Linked DNA regions of Mus musculus: region 2 is linked to region 1. Evidence: chromatin contacts called from public Hi-C data. All regions are on one chromosome and are shown on one strand. Each heading gives the region's core, a stretch centred on a gene start, on an enhancer-like site or on the middle of the called end of the contact. The rest is flanking DNA. Distances are from core to core; before and after follow the strand shown. Region 1 overlaps Chn2 (chimerin 2). Region 2 overlaps Cpvl (carboxypeptidase, vitellogenic-like).

Region 1 (5,938 bases), core at 1,930-4,429:
ACTAGGGCCTCTTAAGCTGTCTCTCATCTGCATGTCTCTTGTGCTTCGTCAGTTTGTGTTTGGGCAGTCATGTTGGTCAAACTTTATGGCTATATCTCTGACATCCCGACTAGACACGAACTCACAGCAAATCCCCTGTTCCTCTGGCTTTTCAGACCTTTCTTTCACCCTTCTTCTACAATGATCCCTGAGCCTTAGGAATAAGAGTTGTAATTGTATCAGTTGGGACTGTGCTCCGCAGTTCAGCATTTAGATTAGTTGTAGTGTTCTGCAACAGTCTCTTTGTTACAAAGAGAGGTTTGTTTGATGAGGGGTGAGGATTCCATTCATATGTGGGTATAAGGACAGATGTTTAGATGGTAGTTAAGGGTTTTGCTGATTTAGTAAAGTGAAGACAGTTGAAAGTTCTAATCCAAGATCCATGACTTCCCTGGGTAGTTGGCTAGGTTTCCAGCACCAGGCCTGACTTCCCTCTTGTTGAGCATGTCTTAAGTCCAATTAGGATGCTATAATGCTATTGGCTACCACCAAGTTATGCATGCCAGCACTGACCCTTTAGGGCTACTGTGCCTTGCTGGCGGGCCATTGCTGTGGTCCATAGGTGTCATAGCTGGGTAGAATCATTGGTTATTTCCCTCTGGAAACTTGCATGACACCTTGCCTTCTAGTCCTCAAGGAGGCTTTGGGTCAGTTCCAGCTCAGGGGTCTCTGTGTTCTATGTCCAAAGTGGATGGCATCTTCAGCAATAAGGACTTACTTTCCACCTCTGAAGGGCAAGCAAGTACAGCAGCAACAGTCTATAATGTGTTAATGTCTCTTGGACAACCATGAACAGCCCAAAAGAGGGCTTCTCGTGCCTGGTATTATTTTTGTTGCTGTTGCTAGTCTATGGACCTTGGATGGAGCATTGTCAGTCCAGATGGGAACAATTCATTTAAACAATATATTATCTATTTACACATAAAGCTGCATGTATTATAAATATATTTTAAGTAGATAGTTAATAGCATGATTCCTTATGGCTTATTTTTTCACTTCCTTCTGCATTTATCCCCCTCCTTTCCTAAGTACAGCCTCCCATTTTCCCATTTTCCTGTTCACATCACTTGTACCCTGTTACTCCCCTCTCTGTTGCTCTGACCCTGTAATGGTCCCTTTTTATTTTCCTGGTTTCTGCAGTTACTCCAAGCTATGTACTCACATCTGAAGATTTAACTAGAAGCTTCAGATAAGAGAGATCCTTATCTTTCTGGATCTAAGTTACATCACTCAATATGATCTATTCTAGTTTTTATTCTATTCTATTTTCAACATGATCTATTCTAGTTTACTTGCAAAGTTCAGGGTTTCACTTTTTATGGCTGAATAATACTCCATAGAGTCCATGTACCACACTTTCATTTTCTATCCGTTAATTGTACTGGTTATAATTGTACTGGTTATAGGACATTTAGGTTTCTCCTATTTGCTATTGTGAATATAACAACCACGAACATGGCTGAACAGCCATCTGTGGTATAAGTCATCCAGCCCTCTTGGCACATACCAAAGAGTGGTATTTCTGGGTCACATGATAGATTCAATTTTGGCCCTTTGAGACTTCTCCACACTGATTTCCAGAGTGACTGGACATGTGTGCCATCCCACCATCAATGAGTGAAGGATCTGCTTCCCCTCATCTGTCGTCTGCTGTCTTGTTGATCTTGCCATTCTTGCTGGAGTAAAACAAAATCTCCAAGTTGCTTTGATTTGCATTTCCCTAATTGCTAGGGATGATGAACATTTTGGGGGATATTTCTTAGTTGTTGTTGATTAATGATTGATATGGGAGGACCCAGCCCACTGGTACTACCCTTGGGCAGGTGGTCTTGGGGTGTAAAAGAAAGCAGGTCAGGGAGCCATGGAGAGCAAGCTAGTAAGCAGCATTCCTCTATGGCCTCTGCTTTAGTTCTGCCTCTAGATTCCTGCCTTGAGTTCCCAACCCCAACTTCCTCAGTGATAGAGTATGACTCTAAGCTAAAGAAATCCTTTCCTCCTCAAGTTGCTTCTGGTCATGGTGTTTATCACAGCAACAGAAAGCAAACAAGGGCACTGGCATTGCTTGGAGCTTGCTGTAAATCAGACATTCTAGCATGTTCTCATTGACTCTTCCCTCAAGGGTTTACTCACTTGTGCTAACAAAGTTAGAGCTCATTTTGAAGACACTGAAAGTCACACCAACAATAGGACCAAATCAAGTTTCAAATCTGGATGTCCAGGCCCAAAGTCAATGGCTTTCTAGCACAGTTGCTAGAAAAGTCCCACGTGGGTCTGATCCCATTAGAATTTACTGGAAGCTGTCACAAAATATAGATTCCTAGTCTCTATCCTGGGCACAATCCACTCCATGAATCTGGAAGGAGTCTTCAAAATCTGTTTTCCTAGACATTTCCAGAAGATCCTTGAGCGCATCCAGGGCAGAGGTACTGTCTTGACCTCACCAAAGGGGAGACCAGGCAGGGGACACTGGGAAGCAGGGAGAAGGGAAGACAGTGGTTTATTCACACACAGCAGAGATTGTGAGAGTGTGTAAGATGAGGGAATGAGGCAAAGCGGATTCTGGATGAGAAGGAGCTGAGATGCTGTTGATGGAACAGAAGGATGCAGGCATGGTGCACTTCTGGACAGTGTGCTTGATGTCAGCAGCCCAGATCCCGTAAACTCACCCTCTGGGGCAGTTGTCACTTGGGCATAGAGAAATGCAGGCTCACCAGCCACACACTGGGAACAGAAGCTTAAGGGATGGTTTGGAAGAGGAAGTGGGAAAGGCTTCTGAAGCACAATAAGCCAGGCAGCCACTTCCACTCCTGGAAGTGACATGACAGACATCATTAGCTAGTGGCCTTTTCTCAGCCAAAAGGTCTTCAGACTCCTGAGGCTTGCTCTATGCTCTCTGAGCAGCAGAGTTTGCCAAAATGGAAGGGAAGCCAGTGGACCACTTGGGTCATGTGTCTATCTCTCCGGATGCTGACATGAGAGCCAATCAAAAGCCAGGAAGCTTCCTACCTTAGCTTTCAGTAGGGTCCTGTACACCATTTAAAGGGTTAGCTAATCAAACACCCACGGGAATAATTCTCCAAGGCGCATTTGAGGTATAAAATATGTCACAACGTCTGAAAGTCTCACTTCCTGATTTAACTCAACAAACATACTTCACAAGCAAAATGCACGAATGAATGCCACTCTTAAGGTGGTTCCACAAGCAGAGGAGTGACACGGTAGCATCTGCTTCTACAGCAATGTCCCATGCATACTGGAGGCCCTCCCTAGCCAGGGGCCTTTTCCAGCACAGGAGAGAGTTCTCCCACTGGGTCAACCTGTTTGGCAGTGGTGGAGGTCCCTGAGGTTTGTGGAGGTAGAGAAGGGACACCTTGCTCCCCTTGGAGTCTAAGGATTGAGAAAGCTAATATTTTATTCTTGCATAACAAAAGTTGACTCACCTTGTCAACATAGGGATAAGTCAACATGTTCCTGTGGGCAATATGGGAAAGGTCATGCAAGCAGAGTGCTGAAGCCACTCAAAAACAGGACTTAGGACTGAGATGGGTGGATCCTAGCCCTCTAGATTGGGCTCTGCAGTCCACTCCCTTCTAAAAGTACTGCCTCTGGCCAGTACATAATGAATAAGCAGTATCAGCCTGGCTACTGCCATGTCCCCCAGCTATGAGCAGCAGGTTACTGGTACTATAGATGACTTCCTGGTTCCAACCTCACCTCTAGCTACCATGTGAAGGCTTTGCCTTGCTAATAAAATATTATCTTAAAATTCACTGCTTGGCCAATGGCACCATGGTAACCCAAAGACAAGGTGTGTGGGGCCCCAAAGCAGGGAGCCAGGTATCTGTGTACATAAGCAGGATCTATGGGGTTTGACAAATTGCACACAGGCTACTTTTATGACTCACAGATTGGGATAGGATCAAAGAATAACTACTATCCTATTCCCGTCAGGTGATTTGACTTTGGCAGTTCTACAGATCAAGGGTGTGAGGTCCCAAGCTCCTGTTTAGAATAATCAGCACAAGCTCTGAGTACCTGACCTCCCACTGGAGGAGGGCTCCTGGGAGAGCTGTCATTCCAGCATCAACTGCATGGTTGCTTTTGGTCTCTTACTAAAGAAAATCAGACTAGTCCCATAACGGTTGGCTTTTGAACCTGTCAGCTCCAGGCTCACATTTCACACACTTCTGACTTAATATTCAAATGTGGCTTCCTTGTTGTTTTTAAGTGAATTCAAAAGTGGCAATTCTTTTAGGCCATTAACTCCAACACTTCCTCAGTGACTTTGCCTGTGGTTTTGCGGGGGTGGGGGTGGGATGGGGTGGGGTGGGGTGGGGTGGGGGTGGGGGTTGGTTTTAGTAGTTGAGCTCCAGATGTATGGTGTTTAGGGATAAGAGCCTCCCAAGGACATAGCTAAGGAAGTGATAGTGTTTGTTTCTAAGAGGATAACAAGAGCTTCTAATCCCACAGGGAAATGGAGAGAGAGCAGAAATTTGGGGCCATCATGTGACATTGGGCTTTCTCCAGTCAAGTCTTGGTCTTATGTATCCTTATGGCCCAACAGCTCCTAGTGCACTCTCTGGCTTCAGACAGGCCCTTAATATGCACTAGGTGCATGAATGACTGAATGCAGGGACGCCATCCATACACCACTGGAAAAGAAGATTTCTAAAGATCCTTACTGCCCAATGTGCACGCCTGCTGTTCATGGCTACCTCCCTAGCACCCGTGAGCTTCTTCCCCCTTCCCGTGTTTCTCTACATTTTCTGATCATGTTTTAGGCAGGATTGATTCCAAAGTTGATGCTGATCAGTCAGGGAAAGTTAGCAGTTACCAACCCCTTGACCACAGAGATGAAGTCAGGAATGGGAAAATGAAGTCAAGGAGGGCTGAAATGTCATTCTGATGGTTTTCTCGAAGCACTAATAAATGGGTGGTCTCTTTGCCTGATGTTTCTGAAAGCAGTGCCAATACCCTTGGGGGTATTGGGTCTGTCTAGAAATGACATGGGAAGAACTTGTTAAAGTCCAGTTGAAGAAAAGTATCATCCAAATAATAATAATAATAATAATAATAATAATAACAACAACAACAATAATAGTAATTTAAAAGGCCAGGGGAGTGGAAAGGGTCATGTCCAAACATGCCCGAATCCAGAGCCTCTGGTCTATGTGACCACTGACTGGAATATTCTATTAACTTGCAATCAAGAACACTATGTTACGCCCAAGTTGCAGGTACCCAAAACCCACCGAGGAGTCAACTGTGCTGTAAAACACGTAAGGTCCTTCTTATGAGCTCTCCAGCAAGGTCTCTCAACCTCTCACTGTCACGCAGCAGACACTTTAGTATAGAGGGCTTCAGGGTTTTATTGTGGTTACAGAAAAACTGAGGGAATTTCTGTACAGGTCAGCAAGTTAGTATGTTAAAAACTGCATTTCGGCTGCGGGAGCCGCGGGTTACCGTGCAGACATGGCCAAGTCCAAGAACCACACCACACACAACCAGTCCCGCAAATGGCACAGAAATGGCATCAAGAAACCCCGGTCGCAAAGATACGAATCTCTTAAGGGGGTTGACCCCAAGTTCCTGAGAAACATGCGTTTTGCCAAGAAGCACAACAAGAAAGGCCTGAAGGAGATGCAGGCCAACAATGCAAAGGCAGTGAGTGCGCGCATGCGCAGAGGCCATCAAGGCCCTGGTGAAGCCTCAGGCCATCAAGCCCAAGATGCCAAAAGGCCCCAAACTCAAGCGGCTGGCTTTCACCGCTCACCCTAAGCTTGGGAAGCAGATTCGAAGCTACATGGCCAAGGGTCAGAGGCTCTGCCAACCGAAGCCCAAGGTCCAAACCAAGGCAGAGGCCAAAGCTCCAGCTAAGGCCCAGGCTTCAGCTCCAGCC
Region 2 (5,938 bases), core at 1,488-3,987, 220 kb after region 1:
GTCAGTATGCTTTCCTTCCTCAGGCACTTGGCCAACTTGGTCAAACCATAGTTTCCAAGCTTCCATGGCCTTAGTTATAGAACCAACAAGGATTCACTAGTGTGTGCCTAAAGGTCTAGTGTGATTGGCCAAGTTCCTATCAGGTGATCTTCCTTGATCCAATCAGCCAAGGATCATGTGATATAATATGGCCAATGGGCCTTTGCTATGCTGAATGTAGGGACCAGTTCTGTGAAAGGCATGTGGGTCAAAGGATTTCTCAAACTATATTTATTGCAAGTGGCTACAGAGCTACTGGGTCAGCATCTTCATTGATGTTCTTGAGGCACCAAGGATCTGAAATAGCAAAACCATATGAAACAAAACAAAGTGGCCATAAATTGTAAGTTATAGACCACTCTATTAATATGTATATTAGGACTCTGCAGAAAACTTTGTGTGCCCAATTGTCCATTGGGGAAATTAAAATTCTACACAAAGACTGAGGTTATTAACTTTTCCAGTCATCTTTCATCTTAGCTAGACTCAGAAATGAGACCAGACTCCCTCATTCACACTGCCTCTCACATTCCTTCTAAGCTATAGCTTTCTTGCCTGGGGCTTGTTATCTCCTGGGATGTTTAGGGAAGAGCCTGGTGAGGAGTCTACGGGCTTGAGGCTGCCTCTTGATGAGGAGATAAGTCAACGCTTGATAAGAGCTCAGAGGAGGTTGGGGATGATCTAAGAAGACAGGGGGAGACAACTGAAAAAGTTAATTTTCCCTATGAATGATCACAGTTTAAAGACAGTTTAATGTTGTCAACAGGAAGCACTGTGAACAACCTTCCCTGGGAACACATGGCTGTCGTAAGCAAGCTGTTCACATGTGTTGGGACTATGTGTGTAGAATTAAAATGGTTCTGCCAAGCTACTCAATGATTCTGGTTACAAAACTAATTGCTTTAAATAAAAATCCTTTTCCTTGATCAACATGGCGTGGCAGCTGAAGCATCGTAGGCAGAGAGATCTGTGCGGCAGGGTGGGGGTCCACTCAGATGCACCGGGGGGGGGGGTGTTAAGACTTTACCTTGGGTACTAATGGCTTCACTTAAGAGAGAACATGTTACGTAAAGCAAGCAAGCCTCCAGTCGTTGCATTTAGAACTACAGAGAGGGTGTCACTGAGTTACCACAGCACACTTGCCACTTTAAGCCTGCCTTGAAGTCTGGCAGTGGTGGGCTGTTGCATCCTCTTTTCTAGAATGGTGTTTCTTAGTGGAAGGGAAGAAAGGGTTGGCTAGAAAAATGTATGCAGATTGGGTTCTGGCCAAAATACTGCCCCCACACGTGGTAAGCTGTTTAATTCCCTAGAGCCACATCAATGGAATTGTCTATGTAAAATACAACCACTAGTTAGATTGTTTTGTTTTGTTTTACTGTATTCTTTTTCTCAATTAATTAATTAATTAATTAATTCATTCATTCATTCATTCACTTTACATCCTGATCACTGCCCTCCCTCCTGGTCCCCCCTCCCCATATATCCCCTCCCCCATCTCCCCTCCTCTTCTCCTCTGAGAGAGTGGAGGCCCCTCCCCCTGGGGATCCCCCCCATCCTGGCGCATCAAGTTTCTTCAGGGTGAATCCTCTCCCATTAAAGTCAGACAAGGTAGCCCAGCTAGAAGAACATATTCCACATAGAGGCAATAGCTTTTGTTATCGTCCCTGCTCCAGTTGTTCAGGACCCTCATGAAGACCGACCTGCACGTCTGCTACATATATGCAAGGGGCCTGGGTCCAGCCCGTGCATGTTCTTTGGTTGGTGGTTCAGTCTCTGAGAGCTCCCAAGGGTCCAGGTTAGTTGACTCTGTTGGTTGTCCTGTGGAGCTCCTATCCTCTTCAGGGCCCTTAATCACTGGTCAGATTTTTGTTGGCTTGACACAAACACCTGGGAAGAGGGAATGTCAATTGGAGAGTTACATCTATCAGATTGGACTGTGGAGTATTTTCTTGATTAGTGATTTATGTGGGCAGGCGATCTTTGGAGGTATAAGAAAGCAGGCCGAGCAAGCCAATAAGCAACATCCCTCTGTGGCCATGGATTTGGTTCCTTCCTTGAGTGTTTGCCCCAATTTCCTTTAATGATGGATTATAACATGTAAGATGAAATAAGAGCTTTCCCACCCCAGTTGCTTTTGGCCATGGTGTTTATAACAGCAATGAAAAGCAAACTTAGAACAACCATGTTGATCGAAAGAACTGAAATCGTTGTCTTTAGTCCCTGTTCCTGACATACTGACTCTCCATTTCAGCAACGTGTTGATGTGCAAATAGAAATCATGTCTACTGTGTCTTGTTATCTATCTCTGACTGTAAAGCTGGGGTCTGGTCTGGCTGGAGATACCTTTAAAAAGTCTAGAGTATGCATAGCTGACGCTTGGAAGGTGACAGGCCACATCAGGACCAGTTTAGATTTCAGGAATTTTGCTTTTATGAAGGCACACAATCGTTTTCTTTGTCCATCATCGAAAGTAAGTAGTGGGATATGCTGGTGTAGATAGTTTCACGGACAGAAGAGAAGAAGTGCCTCCTTGGGGCTGGCTGTTCATCATGCAAGAAACATTGAGGAAAGAGTAGCCAAGTTTGTGACTGGCCACCAGGGGTCGCCAGAGGAATTGAGAGGCCAGTGGATAAACTGGATCTAGTTCTTTTCCTTTCCCCTTACTTTCCCTCCCTCACTTTCTCCCTCCCCTCCCTCTCCTCCCTCCCCTTTCTCCTCCCTCCGGAGTCTTGATTGGGTCTTTCTGTGTAGCCCAGGCAGTCACACTTCTGTCTTCACTTCCCTAGCTACTGGGATTGCAGGCTGCCACGGTTGTTGTCGGTTGTTGTCTGTGCACCAGGACAGGGCTCAGCCACTTGTGCTCCACCCACGCGCAGGGCATCTGCTGTTGTTCTCCGTGTATCTCACAAGTCCAGGATTCCTCTGCTCCTTCGCATTTCATCGTGTCTTCCTTCTCTCAGTAGCTCTCGACATGGTTATACTCAGGCCCTTGACTCATTCATAAACTGTTTCTTTTCTTCATCTTCAAACAGGTAACTCTTTACCCGGGGCGATTATCCATCTAAGCCATCCATCCCAAGCTTGAATAGCCATCTCAAAAGCCCTGCCTTTGAGTCCTCAATCGCGTGTTCCTCTGCCCACCTGCCCCTATATGTAGCTACACGTAGCTGTCTTCCCACTCATCAAAAACCCAACCTGAACTGACACTTTAAAAAAGGTAACACCAGACGCTGCCTGAAAGAAGTGTTGTGACTGTACCTGCTGCTCATATAAATAACAACCTGTGCTTCCAGGCAGAGGGCACGGAGACACAGCGAAAGTAAGGCATGGACTCAAGGACACGCAGATATAAAACAGCTAGTCGGAACTCCAGTCCTGGCAGTGTAGCTCCCATAGCCACACTCTTTACAGAGTACTTTTTTTTTCTTCCTGACTGTGAGTAGGAGCTAACCCACAGCTTTGGGAGAGCAGACAGTGTGTGCTATTAGATGAATTTACACACTGTGCTGGATGCATGGGGCATGGTGGTGATGTGACTCACTGCTGCGGAGAGACACCCCACAACCTGAGGTCCAGTGACCACAAAAACAGCATGGCCTTATCACTGTGCTGTGTCTTCAGCGTATGTAATGTCCATAAGTGGAGCACATGTGTAGAGAAGAGTCCTCAGACATCTCCGTGACTAAGTTTAAGAAGTTAGACTTGGGATGGCAGGGGGGGGGGCGGTCTTTAAAAATCCTTAATTCCGAGTGTATACCCCAGAGCCGAGAGATGGTGGGTCTGAATGTACCCACTATCAAACCTGAGGACCTGACGGCCCCCTGAGCTCCATGGCAGGAGAGAACCAGCTCTCAAAACTTGTTTATTAATGCTCACAGGTGCCAGTTAATAAACAAATAAGCAAAAAAATGTACTGAGATTTAAAAAGAAGTACTCTGCAATATAAAACGTATTGATGAAGAAAATCACTTTAAAGCTTTGAGATGGGAGACCTAAATGTCTTGAATCGTAGCTAAAGTAAGATTAATATTTTCAAAAGTCTGAATTCCATCCTACCTACCACCAATTAGCAGAAGTTCCTTATTTCAGTGGCCCCCATGTTTGCAGTGAGGTTTTCTTCGTCATGTCCTTGTGCATTTCTCCTCTTTCCTTGGAGAAGGGCCTCACCTCACAAGTGAGATCTGGATATGTCATGGATTATCTATAAGAATGTTATGCCGTTCGTGTGGGCCATAGCAAGTATTGTCTATCCTGGTTATGATGTCATGATTCGTCACACAAGCATGACGTGCTATGGCTGACTCTCGGGTACATAGCATTAAATAGCACCTTCATATCGCAGCACCTGGTTCAGGTATGGCATCAGTGCATAGGCTGCTCAACTCATTGAAGGAGAAAGACACATGGTAGGGGTTGGGTTCTCTTTAAAACCAGGTGCTTCAAGGGCCGCTGAGCACCAAGGAGGCAGGTCAGCTGAGGTTGGAAGTCTGCTAGCATCCCAGGAATGCAGGGTGCCGTGCTTCACGGCCTCATGAGAACCCTGTTTGGCACATTGCTGTTTGACTTGTCCTGTAGTGTGGCCTCTTAGGACCAGGCTATTTTTCTGAGTGTCTAGAGATAACCTTAACCCTGCCAGGTCACAGGAAGGTGGGGGAGAAGAGAGTATTGGAGATTAGTTGCCTAGGAGACTGAAAAAGCAGGCTCTCTATCATCTAGCAGGTCTCTAGCTGTTTTTTTGCTTGTAAGAATCGTCGGGGGAAAGCTGAGAGTGCCATCCTACTCCACACAGGGGTCAAGGGGTGGGATAAGGGGAGTACAACTCCTCTGGCTTCAGTCAAGGCAAAGTCATTTGAAAAGAGATTATCCACATTATTTTAATCTATGACCAAGCTTGAGGGCTACTGGTCCACTGCTGTATAGGAACCTAGGAAGGTTCTGAGGGTTGGGCATCCTGAAGTCAGTACCCCAGCACCCCATACTTCCAAGAGGCTGGGAAGGGTGGGGATGACTTCCTTCCTGTTCTCCTGGTTTTCCTACCCCTTGTTATATGGAGTTTGATTTCAGTACTGGGTGAATGAAAGTATAGGGGGCTGGGGGTCCTGGTGAGTGACAGAGGTTCTGGGGAAAGGTTTTACTCATGTGGATAGGCAAAGCACACAGTGGCTCCAGGAAGGGCGGGGTGGGTGGACAGCATCACTCCATACAGATTTTCATCCTAGCGATCAGGAAGGCTTGTATTGCTGCCATGGAGAGGGGTTTGGGGGCTTGGGGGTGGAGGAAGCTCAGGCTGGAGGAAGCAGAGGGCCAGGCCACCACAGCTACTTAGTAGTGAAGTAGAGCCAGAGCCTCCTGGTTCCAGGCCTCCCTCACAGCAGCTCTGAAACACCTCTCTCAGGTTGGGGTTTTCTGTTTTGACTTGACAGAGAAGGCTCCTCTCCCCGACACTGAGTTTGTTTGTGGCGTGTCCATATTTGAGGCAGGACAAGAAAGGAATGAAAAATAGACCAGGGATGATAGGGGCCAAAGGATTTAAACAAACAAACAAACAAACAAACAGACAAACAAACAAGCAAACAAGCCACCAAGCTGAACAGTCTCCTGTTCTTCTATATGTAGATGATTTGAGCACAGATCCCCTCGAAGTTCTTAACCTCCACCCTTCACGTGGGTGGCTACCATTTGCAGAACACAGCCACTCTACAGATTTTATGGAGAGTGTTCCCACTTCACCTCCAGTCCACACTGTAAACAATGGTGCCAGTGCCTGTTTTACAGGAAAGTAAAGTCCTCATGGCTTTGGCGTCTTACCCAGAATCACCCAGTTGGGGACGAGCAAAGCCTGGGCTTGAGCCTGGAGAGTTTGGAGCAGGTGTTCATCACTCACCCATGTGACTGAGCT

The links. Hi-C and Micro-C count contacts between places; a contact is called where the count stands out from the background.
Region 2: a Hi-C map of bone marrow-derived macrophages shows a contact between it and region 1, with 50 read pairs. The contact joins two enhancer-like sites. A contact is called at or near these places in 7 of 484 Hi-C or Micro-C datasets (bone marrow-derived macrophages, embryonic stem cells, group 2 innate lymphoid cells and 4 more), 3 of 115 datasets of contacts at active chromatin or transcription factors (bone marrow-derived dendritic cells, embryonic basal ganglia and stem cell-derived neural progenitor cells) and 1 of 9 other capture datasets (embryonic stem cells).

The regions. Positions count from the first base shown.
Region 1 is chr6:54,177,257-54,183,194 of GRCm38.p6, reverse strand. All of the region lies in intron 2 of Chn2 (chimerin 2), which reads right to left. It also overlaps the pseudogene Gm15526. Among named protein-coding and RNA genes, the nearest start is that of 9530036M11Rik, 28 kb to the right of the region's middle. Within about 2 kb of position 3,179, at least 28 of the 459 cell types and tissues checked have an H3K27ac peak or open chromatin away from gene starts, as enhancers often do. A contact at or near this core is called in bone marrow-derived macrophages, where this site is marked.
Region 2 is chr6:53,955,335-53,961,272 of GRCm38.p6, reverse strand. All of the region lies in intron 3 of Cpvl (carboxypeptidase, vitellogenic-like), which reads left to right. Among named protein-coding and RNA genes, the nearest start is that of Cpvl, 20 kb to the left of the region's middle. Within about 2 kb of position 2,737, at least 23 of the 459 cell types and tissues checked have an H3K27ac peak or open chromatin away from gene starts, as enhancers often do. A contact at or near this core is called in bone marrow-derived macrophages, where this site is marked.